Regions from separate parts of the Mus musculus genome. Here region 2 is linked to region 1. The links are chromatin contacts, called in public HiChIP or PLAC-seq maps. All regions are on one chromosome and are shown on one strand. The core of a region is the stretch at or near the end of the contact, and the rest is flanking DNA. Distances in the headings are between cores, read along the strand shown. Region 1 overlaps Sntb2 (syntrophin, basic 2). Region 2 holds the start of Cog8 (component of oligomeric golgi complex 8).

The links. HiChIP or PLAC-seq counts read pairs in DNA pulled down with a chosen protein or histone mark.
Region 2: an H3K27ac HiChIP or PLAC-seq map of embryonic stem cells shows a contact between it and region 1, with 10 read pairs. The contact joins the promoter of Cog8 here to the enhancer-like site in region 1. A contact is called at or near these places in 2 of 39 promoter capture datasets (embryonic stem cells and macrophages), 2 of 115 datasets of contacts at active chromatin or transcription factors (the SCID.adh cell line and embryonic stem cells) and 3 of 9 other capture datasets (adipose tissue, liver and pancreatic islet).

What each region holds. Positions count from the first base shown.
Region 1 is chr8:107,000,451-107,004,646 of GRCm38.p6, reverse strand. It overlaps Sntb2 (syntrophin, basic 2), which reads right to left. Exons shown (of 7, transcript NM_009229.5): 5 at 2,941-3,137. Among named protein-coding and RNA genes, the nearest start is that of Gm22085, 7.1 kb to the left of the region's middle. Within about 2 kb of position 1,891, at least 41 of the 459 cell types and tissues checked have an H3K27ac peak or open chromatin away from gene starts, as enhancers often do. A contact at or near this core is called in embryonic stem cells, where this site is marked.
Region 2 is chr8:107,054,649-107,058,620 of GRCm38.p6, reverse strand. Cog8 (component of oligomeric golgi complex 8) reads left to right here and starts at 1,884. Exons shown (of 5, transcript NM_139229.4): 1 at 1,884-2,360. The coding sequence starts at 1,966. Nip7 (NIP7, nucleolar pre-rRNA processing protein) reads right to left here and starts at 1,744. Exons shown (of 5, transcript NM_025391.2): 1 at 1,631-1,744; 2 at 1,442-1,528; 3 at 1,210-1,348; 4 at 434-574; 5 at 1-244. The coding sequence starts at 1,686. The coding sequence ends at 125.

The sequences.
Region 1 (4,196 bases), core at 642-3,141:
TTTTGGTCATGACGTCTCATCACAGCAATAGTAACACTAAGACAGGGACGATGGGGAGAGAAGAGGAACAGTGTGGGATGAGACAGTGATGGCGGATGAACAGGGATGTGTGTGCATGAAAATGTCATGGTGACTGGAGGGGGTCCATCTCAGGGCCCACAGGACTCCAGTCCCAAGTGATCCAACCCCTCTTCTGGCCTCCATGGGCACTGCATTCATGTGGTGCACAGACATAATGAAATCAATATTATGTTAGCTAGAAAATTAAAACAATTTAGTTTTGGTAAGCTTCACAAAGCACTGCTAACGTCTGTCTAATGCACACCGGCCGACAGTACCACCATTCCTCTGATACCTCTTTCTTTTGCTTCCATGACACTCACCATCCCCACAAATCTGGTTTTCATTCCACTGCTCTGGTTCCTATGTCTTACACTCATAAGTGGAAGGGAACATTGGCTTTTTCACATCACAGGACATTACAGAATAGAAAGACACTCTAAGATAACATACTAAAGCCAGGAGTCAATCGGGGTTACACTGAAATGAATGTCAATCATATTACATATTACCTATCTTGTATTTTTGTGTGCATGCACAGGTACCTGTGTGTAGAGACCTTATGAATTGGTCCTCCCCAGGTGCTATCCACCTTATGTTTTGGAAACAAGGTCTCTCCTTGGTCTGGGCTCACCTATTTGGCTAGACTGGCTGGCCAGTGAGTCCTAGGGATCCCTGCCTTGACCTGCCCAGCCCTGGAAGTACACACACGAGCCAGTGCAGCTGGATGTCTACATGGGAAGTACACACACGAGCCAGTGCAGCTGGATGTCTACATGGGACGTACACACACGAGCCAGTGCAGCTGGATGTCTACATGGGACGTACACACACGAGCCAGTGCAGCTGGATGTCTACATGGGTTCTGGTAACTGAACTTGGGCCTTCATGTTGTGTGGCAAGCATTCACCTTCCCAGCCCATGCCTGTTTGTTTATTCTTTCTGTAGTGCTGAAGCCCGAATCCCAGGCCTCTCCATGGCGATACTGAGCTCTGCTTCCCATCTCCCAGTCTGTATTTCTTAAAATCAAAGACTGGTGTTGAGAGACCTCCTAATAATGTTTTCTACAAATCCTGCTACTGGGATCAGTTGTTTAGTTTTGTAGTTTTAAGTGGTTTCAATGTTTCTGGAGAGTCCTTTGACCTGACCCTATAGCACAGCAGGAGACAGATCAAAGCAAGAGGGGGAGGAAAGGAGGGAGGGGAGACACACACACATACACACACACACACACACATCACATGGGGTGGGGGTAGGGAGAGAGAGAGAGAGAGAGAGAGACAGACAGACAGACACTCTGATTGACTCAGGCTTTTTGAGCATTATAGGACAACTTCGAAGGGAGTAGGCCCCAGAAATTGACAACTAAGGTGACTATTATATTACTAGAGGAAAACACCAGGAATTTATGCTCACTGGTAAGTAGAAACTTTTAAAAACAACAAATTATGAACGGCTGGGGTAGCATCCCTGGTCAATGGTGTAAGAAAAAAACGCCTTATTAGTCTCTCCACAAACTAACTACAGAGAACAACAGGATGGCGTCTGTCCTCTCCTCACATCTCTCTGGTCAGGGACAGGGAGTAGATCTTATTTACTTTATCTCTATCATTATAAAGCCTAGCTCTTGCTAAATAGTGCTCAGCAAATATTTGTTGATTTAATGAATGAAGGGGACTGATACTGTCTGTCCTTCAGGTATTTAATCCGGTCAGGAGTATGAGTCATCTGGAGAGGGAAGGAGGGGCTTAAGGCACTGCCTGTATATAAGCCACACTGACCCTTGTTTCATGAAACGGAAGGGCAAACTGGAATACCTGTATGTTTACAGAGTGTATATGAAACACCAAGTTCATAATGTCTGCCACCAGGGGCACATCCACTGTGGAACAAAGCAACCAGCAGGGACTCGCCACTAGAGGGAGCGCCCAGAGTGGAAATGAGGCAACCAACTCCTGAATGTTGGACAGACATTTTCAAGCTTTTGAAGAGAAACTCCTACTCCATACACGTTATTTTCCACAGCCACAAACTGCCAGATACTTGTATTTGAGGGCGTATGGATGGCCTTAAGTGCCAAATCTTCTTAACTGTAGTCAGTGCATCTAATTCTTATTGCCTGGGTTCTTACACTATTAAATGTAGATTACAATGATACACAGTGAAAAAGCCACGTGGTAGTATGGTGGTCAGTGCTACATGGCAGGCATGGGAAAGGTCTGGTACTTAGACAGATAACAGATTTCTTTCCTCCACCACCACTTCAGCTACCGTGTTTTAATAGCTTACAATCAGTATGCAAAACAATGGTTTTACTTTACAGCTGAGTAACTTCACCTAATTACTATTAGAGGGCAGGAGAGATGGTTTAGCTTTTAAAGGTTCATCCTTTGGTTTTCTAAAGGATTCCAATTTGATTCTCAGCACCCACAAAAGCAAATTCTGTTTCACTGTCTGCCCTTTTCTGGTCTCATGGGGCACCTGCACACTCATGGCATGTATGTACACACAAGGAAATGTGCACACACTGATAAAGATAAGGCTTGAAAAAACTAATAATTATGGTTAGAATCCAGGACCAGGAATGAGAGTGCACACCTGTGACCCCAGCACTGGGGAGGTGAGGCAGGGGATCAAGAGTGCCAGGCTGGGCTGTGTGAGACCCTGTCAAAAACAAGCAGGAAGGAAGGAAGTTAGGAAGGAGGGAGGGAGGGAGGGGGAGAGAGAGAGAGAGAGAGAGAGAGAGAGAGAGAGAGAGAGAGAGGGAGAGGGAGAGGGAGAGGGAGAGGGAGAGGGAGAGGGAGAGGGAGGGAAGAAGGGAGGGGAAAAAGAAAAAGAGAGAGAGAGATAGATAGGAAGGCCAAACAAAAGTATCTCTACCTAGGGAGACTTCCTTGATCAGCTCAGCAGCAGCATGGCAGCCCTGAACAAGTATTCTGGTCCAGGTCGACAAATCCCGATGAGTTTCAACCCTGAAGAGATGCATCTCAATGCCCTGCCGAGAGCCTGTCCTGGTAGCAAAGGTCAGGTCAGATCCAAGGGAGGGTGACCGACATCCAGAACCTGAATGAACCAACCTAGGACCACAAATAGAACAGAAAGCTAAGGTGATCATTACCTTCAACAGTTTTTGGATGAATGCATTTCAAAGCCAAATTATGATATTTTTTAAAAGATTTATTTATTTATTTTATGCATATGAGTACACCACCATTGCTCTCTTCAGACACACCAGAAGAGGACACCAGACCTCATTACAGATGGTTGTGAGCCAACATGTGGTTGCTGGGAATTGAACTCAGGAACCTCTGGAAGAGCAGTCGGTGCTCTTAACCACTGAGTCATCTCTCCAGCCCCAAATTATGATATTTTGATATCCTTTAATCTGATAGAATAGTCCCTGGTGTCACAGGAGGCAGGATATTACTTACTGTCTTCATAAAGAAAATACCGGGCTGGTGAGAATGGCTCAGTGGGTAAGAGCACCCGACTGCTCTTCTGAAGGTCCGGAGTTCAAATCCCAGCAACCACATGGTGGCTCACAACCATCCGTAACGAGATCTGACTCCCTCTTCTGGAGTGTCTGAAGACAGCTACAGTGTACTTACATATAATAAATGAATAAATCTTTAAAAAAAAAGAAAGAAAGAAAATACCTACCAACAGAAAAAGAGATGCAGAAAATTCTTCGGGGGCTAGAGAGATGACTCAGGTTAAGAACACCTGCTACTCTTCCAGAGGACCTGGGTTTGATAGATGGCAGTTCAAAACCATCTCCTATACCCTCTTTTGTCTTCCATAGGCACCAGGCACACACATGATTCACAGACATACATAGAGGCAAAACATTCATTTACAGAAAAAAATGCTTAATTTCAGGCCGGCCTAAAACAAATCAAAACACCACACACAAAACAAACAATGGCACGTCCCATTCAGTGAACTAGGAGAGGAAGTCCTATCATCAGCTATCACATGGATGAACTTTGAGGATTTTATATCAAATGAAATGAGCATCACAAAAAAATCCAAAACATGCATGCTCTCCTTATATGCAGCATCGAAACCTTATCCGGATTTATAATTTCCCTTGAAAAACAGATTTTTATCACAGGCAACAATTAGCACCAGTGTTT
Region 2 (3,972 bases), core at 635-3,134, 54 kb before region 1:
GCCATTTCTGTTGATAAGAACCCAAGTTGCGTATCTCAGTGTTGTCCAGATTTAATCTGATGGCCGCACACAGGAAACAAAGCTAAGTCCTCTCACACAGCAAAATGTTCTTGGAATGACCGTCCTAAGTCAGTGTCTCTTCATGGCGTACGTACTCCCCAATGTCTGCTTGGTGGAACACCACAATTGCCATGGGGTCCACTTTTCGGCAGTCTTGGGTAGACTTTGCTGCCACCCCAAAACCCTGGAATTGAAAGAACAGACATTCATTTATAAGGAAACAAAACAAAACAAAAACTATATTGAAACAGCTGTATCTTTGAGAACTGTGAAAGGAGCCAAGAAGTCAGTCTCCGAGCTGCTGACTGAAACTTCATCCTTTCCAGTGGGTACCTGGCATTTGCCGTGATGGATGGCTACCGTGGCTACTCACCAGAGGAATGTCCGCCATGGAATAGACAACCACTCCCTGGTACTGAGATGTGTTCTCAGTAATTCGACCCAGACCGGATTTCAACACATGGTTTCCATACAAGAAGGACTGCTCTGCTCCCGGCTTTACCCACACTTTATACTGAAAGAGAGTTAAAAGCCAAGACACAAGGATGTTGGGCTATATCCCTAAATGCGGATTAGCAGCTGCTTCCGAGTTTAAGGAGAGGTGGGGAACCTTTAAGTTGTTTGGACCCCCCCCCCACTTTTTTGTTTTTGTTTGTTTGTGGGTTTTTTGTTTTTTTTTGAGACAGTGTTTCTCTGTGTAGCCCTGGCTGTCCTCGAACTCAGAAGTCCGCCTGTCTCTGCCTCCCAAGTGCTGGGATACCCCAATTTTTGATCTTTCACCATGGAGTTCCTTCCTCAACCTAACATCGAAATTCAACCTTACATCGAAATGCTCACATAATCAGCAATTTCCTTTTTTTTTCCCCTTGGACCCTAGGATCACCCTCACCACTGGCACTTGTGTCTTCGTCTCTGCTTTCTGAGATCCAGCTGACACGGTGGAGGCCTGTTTTCCTGTAGACAACTAGGCTATGCAGCTCCATGGCCATAACCCTTCCTAAACGTGTCCAAGCAGCAATATCGACAAACAACTTCTTAGGCTGACGCTGTCCAGAAACTCGTTGGAAAGAATCTGTGCTCTGACCTGGCCGCCGTCACCCGGGACTTCATCCCGGATGGCAACCTGGAGACCAGGCCCCCACAACGTACCTTGGCATAGGGGGCCAGGTAATCCAGAGCTGTCACGTGCAAGCGGAACTTGTGGGTCTTGGTAAACTTCCCAAAACACGTCCCCAGCGACACGAGCTTGTCTCCGGAGATGTTGGCGGCCAGCTTCAGCATCATCTCACTACAGGGGCGCGGGAGGAAGGTACCCGGTGACGACCAGGGATGGATGCACGCCTCCAGCCCGCCACGCAGTGGGCAGCACGCCCCACCTCACCTCACATAGTACACTCGGTCGTTGTGCAGCCGGAAACAGTACGTGCCGTCGGGTCTGTCCACTAGGAGTTGAAGGTTCTCTCCGATGCTGAGGGCAACAAGACCAGCGTCTGAGCCGGGACCGTCCCGCCCCGGAGCCGCATCCCCACTCCCCGCACGCCCGTCCCTCATCCGCCTCTCCAGTTCTTACTACTTCGCGATCTTCTCAAACATGACCCGGGTCTCTTCTTCAGTCAAGGGCCTCATCTTGCCGCTTGCTTGGCTCCCGGGAATCCTCGTGCCTGGAGAGCCGGAAGCGGAAGTCACTTTCCCACCCGCCCACTTCCTGGGGTCCACGAACGCGTGTCTCTCTAGCCTAATTCTCCGTGATCTTTGCGCAGCCGCCGCCTACCGTGGCGGACTTCCGGGGACCGAAAGCCGGCTAGATGAGAAACCATAGAGACGGGAAATGTTTCCCCCAATCGTTTCCGTTTCCCAGGAGCGAAACCGGCTCTGAAGAGGAAGTGACGGTACCGTGCTTGAGAGATGGCGGCCGCTCTCCCTCTCCAGCCCTCCACGACCGCTTCGGCCACGACGACAGCCACGGCCGTCGCGCTGGGGGAGGTGGAAGATGAGGGCCTCCTGGCGTCGCTATTCCGGGACCGCTTCCCCGAAGCTCAGTGGCGTGAGAAGCCCGACGTGGGCCGCTACCTCCGGGAGCTGAGCGGCTCCGGGCTGGACCGGCTGCGGCGCGAACCCGAGCGCTTGGCGGAAGAGCGGGCCCAGCGGCTGCAGCAGACGCGCGACCTGGCTTTCGCCAACTACAAGACGTTCATTCGCGGGGCCGAGTGCACCGAGCGCATCCACCGGCTCTTCGGCGACGTGGAGGCGTCCCTCGGGCGCCTGCTCGACCGTCTGCCCCGCTTCCAGCAGAGCTGCAGGTGCGGCTGGCCTGATGGGGACGGGCGCGTCATTGTATCTGCCAGGACGCTATCGTCATGACCCAAGCGTAGTGTACAGGGCTCTCTCCTGATTGCCTTGTTAATCCACTTAAACTTCACAGCAGCCATCTAGGTAGGTAGCGTCATTATTTTACAGACGAGGAAGTCGAAGTGAAGTGACTTGTCCAAGAACACAGCTAGTAAGTTTCCAAGAATTGGAAGCTAGGAGTCCACTACTCCCTCATAGGCTGTTGTTTAAATAATAAACATTCAGCCAGTCTTATTGACACTTGTGATCCCAGTATTCGAGTCACAGAGTCATCATCCTAGTCTGAGTATTGAATTCATGGACAGCCTGAGCTACATGAGACATTCAAACAAACTAAAAAATGTATGCATCCGGGCGGTGGTGGCGCACGCCTTTAATCCCAGCACTTGGGAGGCAGAGGCAGGCGGGTTTCTGAGTTCAAGGCCAGCCTGGTCTACAGAGTGAGTTCCAGGACAGCCAGAGCTATGCAGAGAAACCTTGTCTCGAAAAACCAAAAATAAATAAATAAATAAAATTATGCAAGGCAGTTCATTGAGCCTGACATAGTTAACCCTATATAAATGTGGGCTGGAGGTGCTCAGCTTCAAAATGTCCATCGATAGGAAGCTGACAGATCCTATTTGTCATTGTAGGTTGTCAAAAAGCATTTCCTTTTTAAGCTATGTTACATTTCTAGGCCCTCGATCTAATACACTTAGTTCTGCTATCCAGCAGGTCAATTTTTCTTTGGAAGCTTGGATATTAAAAACAGGTTGTGTACCCCATATGTCTGAAAAGAGATTCAGGACTGCATAAAGCGAGTTTCTGGAATTACTATAGAAAAGTGGAGAAAGTTTAAGTGGGAGCGCGAAAGATACATAGCAGCACATAACATGAAGACCTGAAGAATCTTAGGGCAAAAGTGTGGCTTATAGAGTGGTTAGTGCTCTATTAGAAAAATATTAGTAGCTACTTTAAAATGTGTATCTCACCTGCATGTATGTCTGTGCACCATATGTGCCCAAAGGAGGTTAGAAGAGGGTGTCAGATATCCTGGGACTAGAATTATAGGTGGTTGTGAGCCACTAGGTATATGTGTTGGGACCTAAGCTGGGGTCCCCTGCAAGAGCAGTGATCACAGAGCCACTTCTCCAGCCTTAAGTCCAGCTAGTAAGGGATTTGTAGACGCTTTCCATACATTTACTTTATGTAAGGTCTTACATACATGCCATCTTGCCTGTCTCTAACATTCACACCAATGAAAAGACAGGTCCAGAGAAGCCAAGTACCTTGCCGTAACATAGACCTCCTTCGTGAGACCTAGAGCAGTTCAGTCCCAAATGTTGACAGTCTGGGCAGCCAATATAAATCTACAAGCCATTTTTAAAATGACATGGAGGGAGGGGTACCACCATGTTGATGTGGAAGTCAGAGGACAGCTTGTAGGGTGGGTTCTCTCTCCAGTGAGGGGATCACACTTAGGTCAGCAGGCTTGTTGGCAGGCACTAGGCACTGTACCCACTGAGCCATTGTGACGACTCCATGCAAGCAATCAATTAATGAAAAGTTTCTTAAATCTTGAGT